Linked DNA regions of Mus musculus: regions 1, 2, 3 and 4 are each linked to region 5. Evidence: chromatin contacts called from public HiCAR-type and promoter capture Hi-C data. All regions are on one chromosome and are shown on one strand. Each heading gives the region's core, a stretch centred on a gene start, on an enhancer-like site or on the middle of the called end of the contact. The rest is flanking DNA. Distances are from core to core; before and after follow the strand shown.

Region 1 (2,700 bases), core at 78-2,577, 3.4 Mb after region 5:
ACAAAGAGGAAAGAAGGAGCCATTGAGGAGAATGCCCTATAACCTCCACGTAAGTACTTATTTTTAATTTAATGTATTTTCTTCAAACATCCGGTAAAGACAAAAGCATGACACTGAGGAATTACTTACCACCTCGGACATGTAGCTCGTCTCTCATTTCTTTACTGATTTGGGCTGGAGTGATATATTCCTTGCCGTCAAGTGTATGGACTACTTCCAGCTGTTTCTGAGAGATCAATTTATTCACAATCTCAATGCAGTTCCGCTCTGACAACCTGTGCGAAGCCAGGAGTTTAAGAGTGTACTTGCTATGCCGCCCCCCCCCCCCCCAGGTATTTGAAAGCAAAATTTTGAGTAACTTCTACATTACAAAATCTGTCCTTTATTAGTATGATGATATTGGTTGAGTAATTTAAAAAGAAAACTTGAGAGTAGGTTTATATTCCCTTGAATTATTTATTTAATTCACACACGTCACTGTATTATGATTCTACAGATGTTCTCTCCTAGTCCTGCCTTCAAGTATCAAATTTTCCAGCTGAAAACAAACAAACTTTTCTTTAAAATCACAGTATGTTGGCCTTACTGGTACAGTTGGTGTACAGACAGGTCATGTGGCTTAGCAGAACTATAGGTACTATAATGTTAGCTACTCACAGCCATCTTGCACTAAATTTTTTCCCCGGGTTTTGTTGTTTGTTTGTTGTGAGAGTGTATGTATGTCTGTAGCTCTCAATGTTATAGAACAGCATCAACGGACTACTGTGTTTAGGTCCAAGAGAAATAAAATACTACAAGAACTCGTTGACAGGGAGACAAAGTCTATTCGCCTTATATATGCGATGTGTAATCACGGGCGCAGAGTCGGGGTAATTCGGCCACTCCCCCATTTCTGGAGTGTAGAAAAGTTGGTGTCCCGGAGTCCCTAAAATATGACAGATGGCATGTGGGCCTGGCTTAGATCTGTGGCTGCACGTAAAAAGGATTTGGAGGAGGGACAGACTACTTGCTGCGCGCTGCACTGGGGACTTTGCAAGCTCGCCCTAGGCCGGGCAGCGAGCGCCTCTACCGACAGCCGCCGCAGCAGACCGGCTCCGGGGTCCCACCGCGTTCCGGCAGGCAGTGCGGGAGCGGGGCAGCGTCCCGGGCCTAAGCCGGCTCCACACCGCAGGGAACCAGCACCTTTGCGTGGACTCTGCAAACTGCGCCCGCTGGAAGTCAGCCGCCAGCCGCCGGATCTCCTCCCAGGCGTCCGCCATCACTGCTCCGCTCGCCCCGACACAGGGAAACGGCAGACACGTCAGCCTTCAGCCTGCCGCAGGCACCCCGGGACGGACCGCGCAGAGGGCCAAGAGACCTGCGTCAAGGAAATTCGCGAACAGAAACGCGACTGCCGAGCTCTCCGCCCTCAGCTGGGCGTGGCCTGCGGGAAGCGGCTTCCTAAACTCCTACAAAGCCAAGCTGATGCTGACTCAGTAATCCTTTTTGCAAGGTTCCTGTTTCTGTCCAGCAACCATCAAATGATCTTCCGCCCTTGCTGAGCGGACGAGACATACTTCTTTTGTGGGACTCTTACAAACCGTGACTAATCCACTTTGAACAGTGAATGGGGCTTTTACTTGAGCCAAGAATGAAGTCAGTTTTAGAGAAACTTGTTCCACACTACTGCATCAGTTTGAATTTTGTTCTTCCAAAATGAATCTATTTGGGTATAGCAAACGCCATGGACTTCAGTTCATGTGTTCTAAAGCTTATTATTATTATTATTATTATTATTATTATTATTATTATTATTATTTACTCGGACAAAGGAATAATCGTTGCTGGGAGTGAAACTAGGGAAGGCAATGGCATTGTACTTCTTAGACAAGATAACTGCTGCCATTGTTTATTCACACATACCATTTTCCAATCTTAATCAATGGGGAAATCAGAAGGCTGATTGTACTTAGTAAAGAATATTTTGCTTCTTTCCTATGTAAATATATTAGTCCATATAACACGTCCAGTAGATAAATCCATTTGGCTTCTGAAGTGCCTAGCTTTGATTAAATTTAGAGAACTCCATGATAAAGCTTGGCATTCCATCTTATCCTTTGAAGCAGACTCTCTCAGAAAGGTAGGCCAGCCTCCCATCAAGTAGGTTTACTGGCCAGCCAGCCCCTGAGTTTCCTCCTGGCTTCATCTCCCAGTCAGGTTGATGATCATACCCAGGTTTCAAGATGAGCTTGGGCTCTGAATTCAAGTCTGTATGCTTGCACAGAGAGCACTTTAACCTTCAAGCATCTTCCCACCCATCATTTTAAGTGCTTTGGAGGGAGGGAGGGAGGGAGGGAGGGAGGGAGGGAGGGAGGTAGTAATTTTTGACCAATATATGATATTACAGAGGAACTTTAAACAGAGCAAACACTACGCAGCTGTTTTTTAAAGGGTAGGAGATTCTTTTAAAGAACGAACTTGTATAGATTTGGAGAGCTGACATTCCATTCTTTATAAAATTTTATGATAGCTGTCTGTAGTTGTACAAATACCTTGTTAATGTTGACATGCAGACAGTCTGTGGATAGTTGATGTCTTTAGCTACAGTGTGTACAGGATTTATTACACATTCTTGGAATCATTTAGAAATTGTCTTTTGACATAAAAACAAATTAGAGACAGCAATGAAACACTGTGATGCTTGAACATATGCATACATGG
Region 2 (2,700 bases), core at 60-2,559, 3.1 Mb after region 5:
CTGGACTCACTCGAAACTCTTGTGTAAGGTTACTTTCATGTAGCCCTAAGTTTGGTGGAATCACATGAAAATTTAAAATACTTTAGCAGGCAGTGAGTGGAATTGCTACTATAATTCTTAAAGCACAGAACAGACTTAATGAGGCCAAGGAACATTTCTTGATGTCCAGAGAAATTGGTTTTAAAAAAAAGGCACCCAGTTATGAACTTGTTTAAAAAGCTCTCAGATGGAAATCTTGGAGCAGACTGCCACCTTCAGGATAACTAACAAATTAACTCACTGAACACGGTTTTAGCTTCTACATAACCCATCTCCAGAGACAGGTTTCATAAGCAACAGTGAGAACTTTACCCCTCTAGTGTTTTCTCTATTATGAAACAGTTTAATTAGTAATAGTCCTTAAAAAAATGAAAACCCCTCCCCCTAATTTTTTTCTTTAAGTTGGTTAGACACAACTAATCTATTCACCTAACCAACCAGGCTAAAATCTTTAATAGATTTCACAACCACAGTCTGGGAAAAATATTAATTCGAAAACTTATTTTCTTGCTGGTGGGCTTTAAAAACTATGGGCCAATCACATTGAATACTTTCGGAAACGTAAAAGAAGGAAGAGACAAAGGGTGGGTGGAAGAGAAGGGGAAAGGAAGATAGAATGTGTACCGTAGATTTTTTTTTTCTTTTTCCAAATACAGCGTTAAGTTACACCAGGGTTTGCCAAGATTACAGAGACTCGAGAGGCAGTAGAGCTGAGAAATGGGGCTGAGAAGAGCACGGTGATTCAGCGCTAATGGAGGAGTATGTCAAGTTAGTACTACTTATGAGAGAAGGGGAAGGAAAGCCTAAAACTCATAGCACTAGGGACAAAGTGGCAGGAAAATGGTATGTCAAGATAGTGAAAGAGTTAAAACAAACAAACAAAACCAACACAAAATTGGCTCAGAAAGCTCCAGGCAAGGGACAGGAAAATAAGGGCTGTTAGAATGGAATTGCGGCTGAGAACAAATATTCTCAATTTCTCAAAAGCATGGGCAGGTAAATTCAGAACCTTGACCCTGCGCTCTGCCCTCTGAAGAGGTTGGAAGATCTCCGCTCCACACTGGCTACTCGGGATTTTGCAACCGTGGGATCACAGCAGCTCATCCTTAAAGACTCCGGAGTCGCCGGCCGGCGTCCCTGACAACGCCCAGATGTCTGCGCATGCGCCTGTGCGGAAGGGTGGGCGGGGCGGAGTCCAGGGTGCGTCCTCCCGGCCACCAGGGGGCGACGAGCGCGTCCTCGGCGTTTTACCGGTGCCTGGCCCCTGGTGTGCGCATGCTCCGTGCGTACAGAGGTCACCGGTGCCGGTGGCTTCTACACGTGCGTAGTGAACTAAGGGCATCATGATTTAGAGATGGGGGCTCGCGTGACCCGCGCCTTAAGGAACTTCAACGTGGAGAAGCGAGCGGAGCGAGAGATCAGCAAGAGGAAGCCCTCCATGGCACCCAAGCACCCTTCTACCCGCGACCTCCTGCAGGAGCACCGGAGTCGTGAGTGCAGTCCCTCCCAGGCCTCCGGTGACATTGAGGTCGTCCCCGCGCGGGCCCCGGGTGGTGGCGGCTGGAAGGAATCCCGGAGCCCAAGGCAGCCCGCGCTCTCTCCCGGCGTCTGCGCAGGCTGCACGCAGACTCTCGTCCAAGTGTTTGCCCCAAGATGTCCAGATGATTTTTTTTTTTAATATTGTACATGTTTACGAGTTTAGAGATTTTTTTCCTTAAAAAAAAAAAAAAAAGATACTATGGCTTATTTTCTTTCCTTAGAGTATCCAGAAATCGAAGAAGTTGTTTCTAAAAAAGATAACAAGCTGCTGTCATTGCTAAGAGATGTATATGTCGATTCCAAAGATCCGGTGCCTGCCTTGCCGGTAATGTATACGTTAATTAAGTTGGCAGTTTATTTTGGAGGTCTGAGAAAGTGATCAAGAAAAAGAGGGCAACGAGTGAAAGTGCAAAGTGTGTGTGTGTGTGTGTGTGTGTGTGTGTGTGTGTGTGTAGAGGGGAGCAGTCAGTGTAGAGCACAGACAGCTAGACACAGGCAGGCCTGGACCCCCTTCGATACTTAGGGTATACTTAGGGTATACTTAGGGTATACTTAGGGTATACCGAAAGACCTGTGAAGGGATTGATTGGATGGACCTGTGTGAATTGTTTATTGCAGAAGTTGTAGGGTTGGGTTACGGCATTTTTTAGTGGTTTTCTGAGTGACCAGTATGACTTTGAGAGCTATTTCATATTCTGTAAATTAAGATGCTCTTAATGACAACCTCAGTGTTTGGGGGTTTGGAGTGGGGGCACGTTCATAGTTTTGAGGATGTGTCCCAACAGGATATGTAATATTATATGTAAGTTAATATAGCATGCTGGAATGATGGGTATGTCTCCTGTGTCAGGTGTAAGTGTTGTGTGTAGTGATTAAAACAGTAATTACTCTCTGAGGCCCATGGTACGTTGCGGACCACAGACCATTCCGTGGATGAGCAGCTGTACAACTATAATGTAATTACGGGCTGGGGAAGATGAAAGGCTGCTTCTGAGGAAGTGACATTTAACCCTGGGCCTGGAGTGCAAATTGAAGTTGCAGCCTGGAAGGCAAAGAATTAGATTAAATGAAGAGGAAGTACCAGCCACAGCCCTCAAAGTTTTTTTTGTTTTTTGTTTTCAT
Region 3 (2,700 bases), core at 124-2,623, 4.5 Mb after region 5:
ATGTGTCCTCACTCAAAGGGAAGTTTGCACTACCCCGAGTTAGAAAACTAGTTCTTCTGAAACCATGCTAATTTTATGTTGTGAAAGTCAAGTGATTTCGAATGAATAGTACTACATACTCCTCAAGCAGCTAAGAGATCTAAATAACCCTGAAGCCGAATGTTGTGGATTGTTTTAAATGCATTTGCTCATATTATATAGCTCAGGAAAATGCAGATTCCATTTTAAAGTTATAATTAAATTATAAAGATTCTTCCTGTTTTATTTCATTCTGTTGATGCTATTTTCTTCTAATTTTATGCTAGAGGAAGTACCTACAGTTAGATACAGCTAACGCTCAGAACACACATCTAAAACTTTCAGAATCTTGCTCAGGTCAAAGTGTGGGTAATCTTTTGTACACAAGTTCTGTCCGGCATAATCTCATTTTCCATTTTTATCTTCACAACCGTCTATGAAACAGAACTTCATGTTACAGGTGATGAAACTGAGCAGAGAACTTTTTCCAAGATTTTGGGCTAGTAAACAGCTGAGCACCCTACAAAGGCAAAACACTGTACTGGACCTTAGGTTCCTGGCTCCAGCCTGCCCTGAGCGGCCTCAAGTAGAGAAGTCATACTACAATGACATTTTTTCACTGTGGAAGGTGACTTAACAATGGTTCCCTCGCCTTCCGCTGTAGCTCACACTTAAGGAGAAGGCAGCTAGCTCATTGTGTTTATTTTCTGACCACATACTCAACTCATTGCTTATTATAGGAATAAGAGCAGCAGCTTTGTAAGTGTAACTAACCTGAAATAGTTTCACCAAAACCTACAGTAGTTCTGCATTTTTTTTTTCTTCCAAGCTGCAGCCCACACATTGCAATGCGATCAGACCAACCACTCTCATTTGTCTTTCTAAGCTCATTCCAGACCCACAACAACGCTCACGAAAGCCTCCTTGTAAGCCATTTTCAGTACTTCTCCCACTATATTATCCGTTTATGTCTTTGACAACAACAAAACAAAAGTTTTAAGCTCCGGTCCTCGCCAACTTGTTCCTCCGCAGACAGAAAAGGAGACGGCCACCCTGAAGGGACAGTGGAAAAGGCAGAGCCCGGCCAGTTAAAGGAGAACAGAACAAAGACCCCGGAGGAGGACGCACTTGTCCTGGCGGCCTTCGGGGTCGTAAGCTGGGCTAGGAGACGGCCGGGCGACCGCCAGGGGCCTCCGCTCGCAGGTTCGGGGCTCAGGACCGAGTGGTGATGAACCACCTCAGGGCCAACTCGGGCATCCAGGCAGACAAGGACGGGCTCAGGCGCGGTGCGGACACTAACCTAGCGGCGGGGACCGGCGCGGAACCGGGCTGCTGGGCTGAGCGCGACTGGATTCCTAGAGGCCCGGGGTCAAAGGGCGTCGCAGGCAGGCGGCCCACGATTGGCTGGCGGGCGAGCGCGCAGGGGTTAGCTGCGGAGTCCCTGTGGGTCTCAGTTCCGGGGCCTCACAATTGCTCACCGGGGTCTGGGACCCTGCCTCCGCGTGGACCCACCGGATAAGAGAAAGAACCGTGAATCCTACCAGGGCTGACAGCTCTTGCGGCCGCACCGCTACCCCTCCCAGGTCCCGCCTCCTAAAGGACAGCGCGGGGCGTGGCTCCAGGGGTTGAATCTCCGAGAAGGCGGGGCTTCTGGGCGGACCTAAGCGGGCGGGGCTTTCGGGGAGAGGCTCCGAGTCCCCTAGCTTGTCCTGGAGTCTACTGCAGGGTCATGGTGGAGGAAACTACATTAAGTCAGACAGTATCCCTTAATTGCTCCAAGGAGAAATGAAAGTTCTTTTACACTTTTGCCTCTCAAGATAAGCCAAGACTCTCTGATAGAGACCAGATGTGTTTTGTTTTTCACTTTTAAAAAATCCTTTTAAATGTTACTCAGATTTATAATACATTGGGTATTTCCAAAGTTTTAAAGTTGAAAACGTGTTTTAGTTTATCAAACAGTTATTGGCAAGTCAGAAGTAGACAGACAGATATATTAAACTTCCACAAGTATACTAGGAATCAATACAATTGTACAATACAATTGTGTAATTGTACAATTACAGTAGAAAGAGAATAAGTCAGAAGCAAAAAAAAAAAAAAAAAAAAAATTGCAGCAGAGGCGAGGCTGCATCTGGGGTTTCCATCTTACATCAGCCTCACATACCAAGAGGATTCTATGTTTTGTTTTTGTTGCATGGTAACAAGGCAATCTTGACTCAAGGGGTAGAACTTTCAGATGTGATGTTGTGAAAAGTATTGTAAAGGCTTCCCTTTAAAAAACTACCGGATTATAAAAGAGATTTGAAATATACATGTAAATAATGAAAGAAAATACCCTAGTGATGGCTGCAAAAGCTTAAGGCAAAGAGTCTTGTTTCACTATCACCATTAAGCAGTATATTGTGTTCTTAAATATCTTGCTCTTTTAAAAGTAGGATTTTGAAAATATGTAGTTTCCTAAAAATCCTATCTTCCTGGCTTTGCATATTAAATAAGTGAAATATTTTCTGATTTTCCATGCAAACATGTTTGCTACACATTTATGATTTGAAATTCCTAAACATACAATCTATTTTGCATCAACTAGTTTGCTTCATCATTATAAAAACTGTCTTTTAATGTTTTCCCCAAAATGTCATCAAATTGAATTTCCTTTAAGTTATGTGTTCCCCTCCATCCTGA
Region 4 (2,700 bases), core at 134-2,633, 3.0 Mb after region 5:
AGGAAAAGAAAAATCAGCCCTAGTCAGTCCAGGTACGAGGGACTCCTGTGAGGTCAGGCGTATGGTGTCCTTCATGGGCCTCATTTTAGGAAAGGGTTCTTCCGTATTCCAGAAGAAAACAAAATTCTAATGTGAGCGTTGTTCTAGGACAGTATGCCAGGGCAAGCACTTCATGTCTACCTCTATCAACATAGAAACGAAGCTTTAACTTCTAATCAACCAATTAGGCTGGAAGATGGAATTTCACAAACGGGCTGCAGTGGACACAGAAATGTCAGAAACGCTGTATGTCGTGAGTGAATGTCATCTATACTGTTGCCTTAGAAATTCACAGGCGCTGTTCCCCTTCTGGCCAATTTACAACAGAAAAGCTTCCCGGTGTGGGAGCCACAATAAAAATCATCTGCTCTTACAGTTAATTTAATACTAGTGAAATGCAAACTAGAACTGGAAACAGAAGGAAAGGGCAGCTTCTAAATTAAATTTCTTTTAAGGTCACCAAGATGGTAGTAAATTACCATGTAAGACACAATCCATTGAAAAACTCATCTGACTGACGGGTCCTTTAAAAAAAATCGCATACGTATAGTCACTTTCTTAAAGTTGAATGAAACCACTGTCTGAATACAAATTAACGACTGCTAAGTTGCCACAAGGTCCTCAATGCACATACTACTTTGTTTTAAGTCAAAATAAAAAGGATCTAAGAAATCACTTCTTCCAATGTATGTCCCAAGGCTGATGTTTAAACACGTCTCCTTGGCAACCAGGAAGCATAGTGCATACCGGGTTGGGGGAGGGGGTTGCAACTCTAGGTTGGTAGAATAAGTAACCAGAGTAGTAATTGCTCCCGCTAGACGTTGCCAGCAGAGGCTGCATCTTCTGAAACCGCAACTCCAGGTCTCGCCGGGTCTGGCTCATCCGCAGCCTCCCACCCTCTCCCATGGGTCTGCTGACACTAATTCCGAACCTGTCACAAGGAGAGAGACTGGCTTACCCGATGGAGGGGAGCAGTCTGCTGGGCTTGATACCCCAGGGGCTCCAGCGGGCACCAGGCTCTCTGCCAGGCAAGACAGCTCTGCTTTCCTCTCGACCCTGGGGAAACTGCAGCAGCTCCGTCTGCCCTGCCCGGGCTGCAGCAGTGATGATCGCGCGCTCTGGCGTGTGTGTGGATGCGAGTCGGTGTGCGCGCTACCCCGCGCGCTCCCGAACTCCAGGGGCTTCGGAGAGGGACCGGGATGTGTCGGCAGGAAGAGAAAGCCAGCCAGCCCCGCAGGTGGCGCGTGCGACCCGGCCCGCTCTACCCTCCCAGCAGCCGGTCTCCAGCCTCCCCTCACAGCCGCTCCGCCCTCCTGCCGGTGCGCGCTCCCGCCCCGCCGCGTTCGCCCGTGACACGCGCGCTCCCCGGAAGTCCCCCTCTCCGCGCTCCCGCACCCGAGCCGCTTGTCGCGGGTCACGCGCACAGCCTGCTACTCCCGCAGGCCTCTGCTGCTACTATGGCCCTGACACTAAATCCTGGTCCCAGGCCTCCTAGGGCTGGAAGTGTCTAAGCCTGCAGGTGCCACCTTCCCCATGGAGCGCGCTCCCCTGTCCCTGACTTGGCTGACTTATTCAGAGGCACTAGCCCAGAATAGCCTGCTGTGGCCTTCTGAGAATTCTTGTTAATAATGTACCTTTGAGGATAAGTGTGGAGCAACTTTTTAAGAAACCATAGCCTGCATAGGTAGACTTGTCCTGAACCAGAGCGAAGAGGGAGTATTTGACTATCACTAGACAGCACTAAAACGCTGACACCATTGTTGAATTACCAGGCTTGGCATAGCTGAGGGGCAGTGTGTAAACACGCTGAGAAACTCCCTTTTATGGAAAATGAATAATTTTAATAAGTAATACTGCACCTCTGAATTGGAAACCTTGGTCGAATGTGAAGTCAAGAGTGGTAGACTTGAAGTTGGAGAGAAATACTTAGTAGACACGAGTGAATTAAAATACTGCAAGACTTAAAATATATCCAGGAATTCTACAAAACGGAAAGGTTTGTGTTCTTCCATACACTGGAGCTAGCAGAGAGGCCTAGATCCGTTTTGATTTCTTAATTTTTCTCAAACCAATGGTTCAGCAATCATTTTCCACTTTTAGACCCACAAGAGTTTGAGATGTGTTTGGTCTTCTGAGATCTGCCTGTCTCCGCTCTTTAATGCCACGATTTCCATATTGGACTAACGGATGCTGACCTAACACTCCTGGACACCAGAGTATATGCAGAGAAAAGTATTACACCTGACTGCAAAGAAGGTTAGTGCTAGACTCTAGAATATTTCTTAAGCAACTGCTTCTTCATTTTATGCTGGAAGATCAAATGTGAAAGCATTATGACCCTCAAAATATTAACAATGGTGTCAAGACATAAGACGCTGCATCTTCAGCTTTAGCATGCTTACTGATGGTGTCAGTTTGTAAGGTCTTGTTTATGAAGCCATTTCCAGGAAAGCTAAAGTTCCTAGTATTTGGGCTCTTACAATCTTTCCTCTGCTTCTGCGCGCGTGGCCCCTGAGCTGCAGAGGAGCTGTGCTGTGCTATGTCCATTGAAGCTGAGGTCTCTTGATCTGTTAATCTATGCTCAGTTGTGTTTTCCTGTGATGGTCTCCATTTGCTGTAAAAAGATGCTTCTATGTTAAGGGGTGAGAGCTACACTTATTT
Region 5 (2,700 bases), core at 86-2,585:
TTCATGACATTTTATAGTTTTTAAAGAACAGACAGTCATAAACCAAGGCAGGCTTAAGATACATTGGTGTGTACATCACAGAAGCTACAGCAAGATGGGGACACTTTTTACATCGCTGCAGATGCTATCTGATAACATTCTTAGCTCTTGGGTTGGTGGAAACTGGGAGTCAGCTAAGTTAAAAAGTTCCAAAGGCTGGGGCAGTGGTTAATAGCGCTGGTACCAGAGTTCAATTCCTAGTACCCACATGGCAGCTTACAACTATCTGTAGTCCAGCAACAAGTGATTTGACACCCTCACACAGACATGCACGCAGGCAAAACACCAATACACATAAAATAAAAATAAATAAATCATTTTTTTAAAAGTTCTAAAAGGTTTTTAATCTATTAGTCACAGGATTTAGCTCTAATATGGGGAGGTTGGCAAAGACTGGCAATTCGTGGGTAAAGCTAGGGCCAGATTGGGTAATTAGCCTCTGGACTTGTAAAATTCCAACCTCTCCACATCACTGAAGCTCCAATCAATCTTTGCAGACACAGACTTTTTCCTGGAATTCTCCTTCATAACTCTTTTTAGTTACACTGACATTTCAAGAAAGTCATTTTCCAATATTTAGGTTAAGAATGCTGTGTTTCTTAGAATTTTTGTTTCCTTTTGTAATTAAACTCCTAGTCTGGAAAGTTGACATTTTAGATATATGAACATTGTTCACGCTAAACACCTTTTACCTCCTTTCGGGAGGCCATCTTGGAGTTTAGGTAAGGAAGGACCAGTGGAAACTCTGCTTCTCAGTTACTTTTCCTTAAAGAGTAGCTGAGCGAAGTTGAACTGAGTAAATGTTCCCACCAGGGGGCGCGATGCTAGGAGGTGAACAAGGAGACCTAGCAAACACCCTGCTTCCAGAACTCAGGCTCTGCGACTCAGGCCTGGCACAGTGAGTTCCAAGTTGGCAGGGTTTGACTTGCGGTCCTCTCCGTAGTCTGAAAGAGGCAAAGCGATTCAGCATCCTTCCCAAAGCGGAACTGATTCTTAGAACGCATTTGCTCTTCGAGGGTCTCCTGCCTAAAGTTTACTAAATTCCGTCCATTGTACCGGAACGTTAGGCTCGGCTTTGTGCTGGCTGTACAAATGAAAATGTGTCGGGTATGACACGGGCTTCACACACAAGAGGGTCCAACTCGAGGTGGGTTGGGTTTGCCCTCAACAAAAATGGCGCGGACTCGTCCCGTCGGTAAGATCACATGGTCGTAAGCCTGGCTGAGAATCAGTGTGACTTCAGCCGAAAAGCGGATGTTATTATCATTCACTTCCGGGTGAGAACCACCGGGCGCCATCTTGTCTTGTTCATGAAGAAGTAGAAGCATCGAAAGGTTGGAGAGAATTACAGGAACGGTGGCGACAGCGGTATTCCGGAACCGGAGCGGGTAAGCGACGAGCAGTTTACCCCGGGGGACCTGCCGGAGGACTAAAGTCCTCTGGGTCAGTGTGGCGAACGGAGCGGGACTCAGGCTGCGTACGCTGCTTGGCGCCACCGCCAGAACCTCATTCCGGAGAAGCTCCGGCGTCCGCCCGAGAGAGTGAGCGAGAGAGCCGCTGTCGCCCGAAGGGAACCGCCTTTGGCTAAGGAGAGGGCTCACGACCCATTCTTCGAACTAAGAGTTTCCTTTGAGAAGGCAAGGGACTAATTGTTGGGCGCCTGAGCGGCCGTTAAGCAGTGCGCGTGCGCAGTGGGAACCCTTGAGGGGCAGGGAGTGTGGAGGGGCGGAGGCGGCGGGGGCCGGGATCTGGAACTTCGACTCTGCGACTCGCACTACGCAGGCGCAACCGCTTTCTGCTGCGTCCTAGACAAGTATCATTTAGTTGCTTAGTTTTGGTGTTTTTACCCAGTGATGGGTATTATGTGTTAAGCATCACTGAGGAAACAAGTAGTATCCTATATTTCAGTTGTTTCGTAGTTTTGTGGATAATAGTGTCATCTTAACAAAACTGGGCACTGAGCAAATTTTGACTGTGCTTGATTAAATTAGCAGTCTTTAATACTTCATTTACCTTTTCTCTTCCTAACCCTAGATAAAACAAAAACAATCTTGGATTTTTTTTTTTTTTTGAGTACATCCAGCTAAAACCAAACCAGAACAGTAAAGACTTTATTTGTGGGGTGGTTTTCTAAAGCATCAGGGGAGACGTAATGAGTTCTCGGATATTCTTAAGACACACAATTTAAAACATAAGTAAGCTTTATATTTAAGGACTTTTTTGAGCCTCATTATATGATCCTGGCTGGCCTGGAACTCCTGCCTTCGCTCATGAATGCTGGAATTAAATGTATTCACTACCACATCAAGCCCTAGAACTTAATTTAATTATAGAAAAATTAAACAGCTAGTGTATAACCACGTGTTTTATTTTCTCAGTAACATATACTTCCATGACACGTTTTTTTGTTTTTTTTTACTATTAATGGAACAATGTTGTTACATTATTAATTGAGGGCATGCTCCTATTTCCTTAGTTAAAGAAAAAAATCATTTTTAAAAAAAGATAGTATTTTTCTGTGGAGATCCCCTGGAACTGAAGTTACAGATGGTTGTGAGTTGCCATGAGGTGCTGGCAACTGGAGGCAGGTCCTCTGCAAGAGCAGCCGGTGCTGTAGCTGCTGAGCCTTCTGGCCACCGTCTCTGTTCAATGAAAAATTAC

The links. Promoter capture Hi-C pulls out the DNA fragments that hold promoters and counts their contacts. HiCAR-type assays count read pairs that join an accessible place to other places.
Region 1: a promoter capture Hi-C map of pre-B cells shows a contact between it and region 5. The contact joins the promoter of Ufl1 here to the promoter of Pnisr in region 5. A contact is called at or near these places in 5 of 39 promoter capture datasets (the C10 cell line, cranial neural crest, hematopoietic stem and progenitor cells and 2 more) and 5 of 484 Hi-C or Micro-C datasets (CD8 T cells, LSK cells, muscle stem cells and 2 more).
Region 2: a contact with region 5 is called in a promoter capture Hi-C map of pre-B cells. The contact joins the promoter of Ndufaf4 here to the promoter of Pnisr in region 5. A contact is called at or near these places in 3 of 39 promoter capture datasets (cranial neural crest, liver and pre-B cells) and 7 of 484 Hi-C or Micro-C datasets (B cells, CD4 T cells, CD8 T cells and 4 more).
Region 3: a contact with region 5 is called in a promoter capture Hi-C map of pre-B cells. The contact joins the promoter of Manea here to the promoter of Pnisr in region 5. A contact is called at or near these places in 2 of 39 promoter capture datasets (frontonasal cranial neural crest and pre-B cells) and 1 of 484 Hi-C or Micro-C datasets (CD4 T cells).
Region 4: a HiCAR-type map of astrocytes shows a contact between it and region 5, with 6 times the contacts expected there. The contact joins the promoter of Klhl32 here to the promoter of Pnisr in region 5. A contact is called at or near these places in 2 of 39 promoter capture datasets (cranial neural crest and hippocampal neurons) and 3 of 115 datasets of contacts at active chromatin or transcription factors (astrocytes, embryonic stem cells and pro-B cells).

What each region holds. Positions count from the first base shown.
Region 1 is chr4:25,280,494-25,283,193 of GRCm38.p6, forward strand. It overlaps Ufl1 (UFM1 specific ligase 1), which reads right to left and starts at 1,328. Exons shown (of 20, transcript NM_001355512.1): 1 at 1,183-1,328; 2 at 130-275. The coding sequence starts at 1,259.
Region 2 is chr4:24,896,774-24,899,473 of GRCm38.p6, forward strand. It overlaps Ndufaf4 (NADH:ubiquinone oxidoreductase complex assembly factor 4), which reads left to right and starts at 1,310. Exons shown (of 3, transcript NM_026742.4): 1 at 1,310-1,529; 2 at 1,800-1,903. The coding sequence starts at 1,394. Gm46848 (a long non-coding RNA gene) reads right to left here and starts at 1,349. Exons shown (of 3, transcript XR_001784261.2): 1 at 1-1,349.
Region 3 is chr4:26,345,279-26,347,978 of GRCm38.p6, forward strand. Manea (mannosidase, endo-alpha) reads right to left here and starts at 1,374. Exons shown (of 5, transcript NM_172865.2): 1 at 1,319-1,374.
Region 4 is chr4:24,849,741-24,852,440 of GRCm38.p6, forward strand. Klhl32 (kelch-like 32) reads right to left here and starts at 1,384. Exons shown (of 11, transcript NM_001163020.2): 1 at 998-1,384. It overlaps Gm31379 (a long non-coding RNA gene), which reads left to right and starts at 1,321. Exons shown (of 3, transcript XR_390445.4): 1 at 1,321-2,035; 2 at 2,140-2,295.
Region 5 is chr4:21,846,713-21,849,412 of GRCm38.p6, forward strand. Pnisr (PNN interacting serine/arginine-rich) reads left to right here and starts at 1,336. Exons shown (of 11, transcript NM_001369189.1): 1 at 1,336-1,427. It overlaps 4930528A17Rik (RIKEN cDNA 4930528A17 gene), which reads right to left and starts at 1,736. Exons shown (of 1, transcript NR_028384.1): 1 at 1-1,736.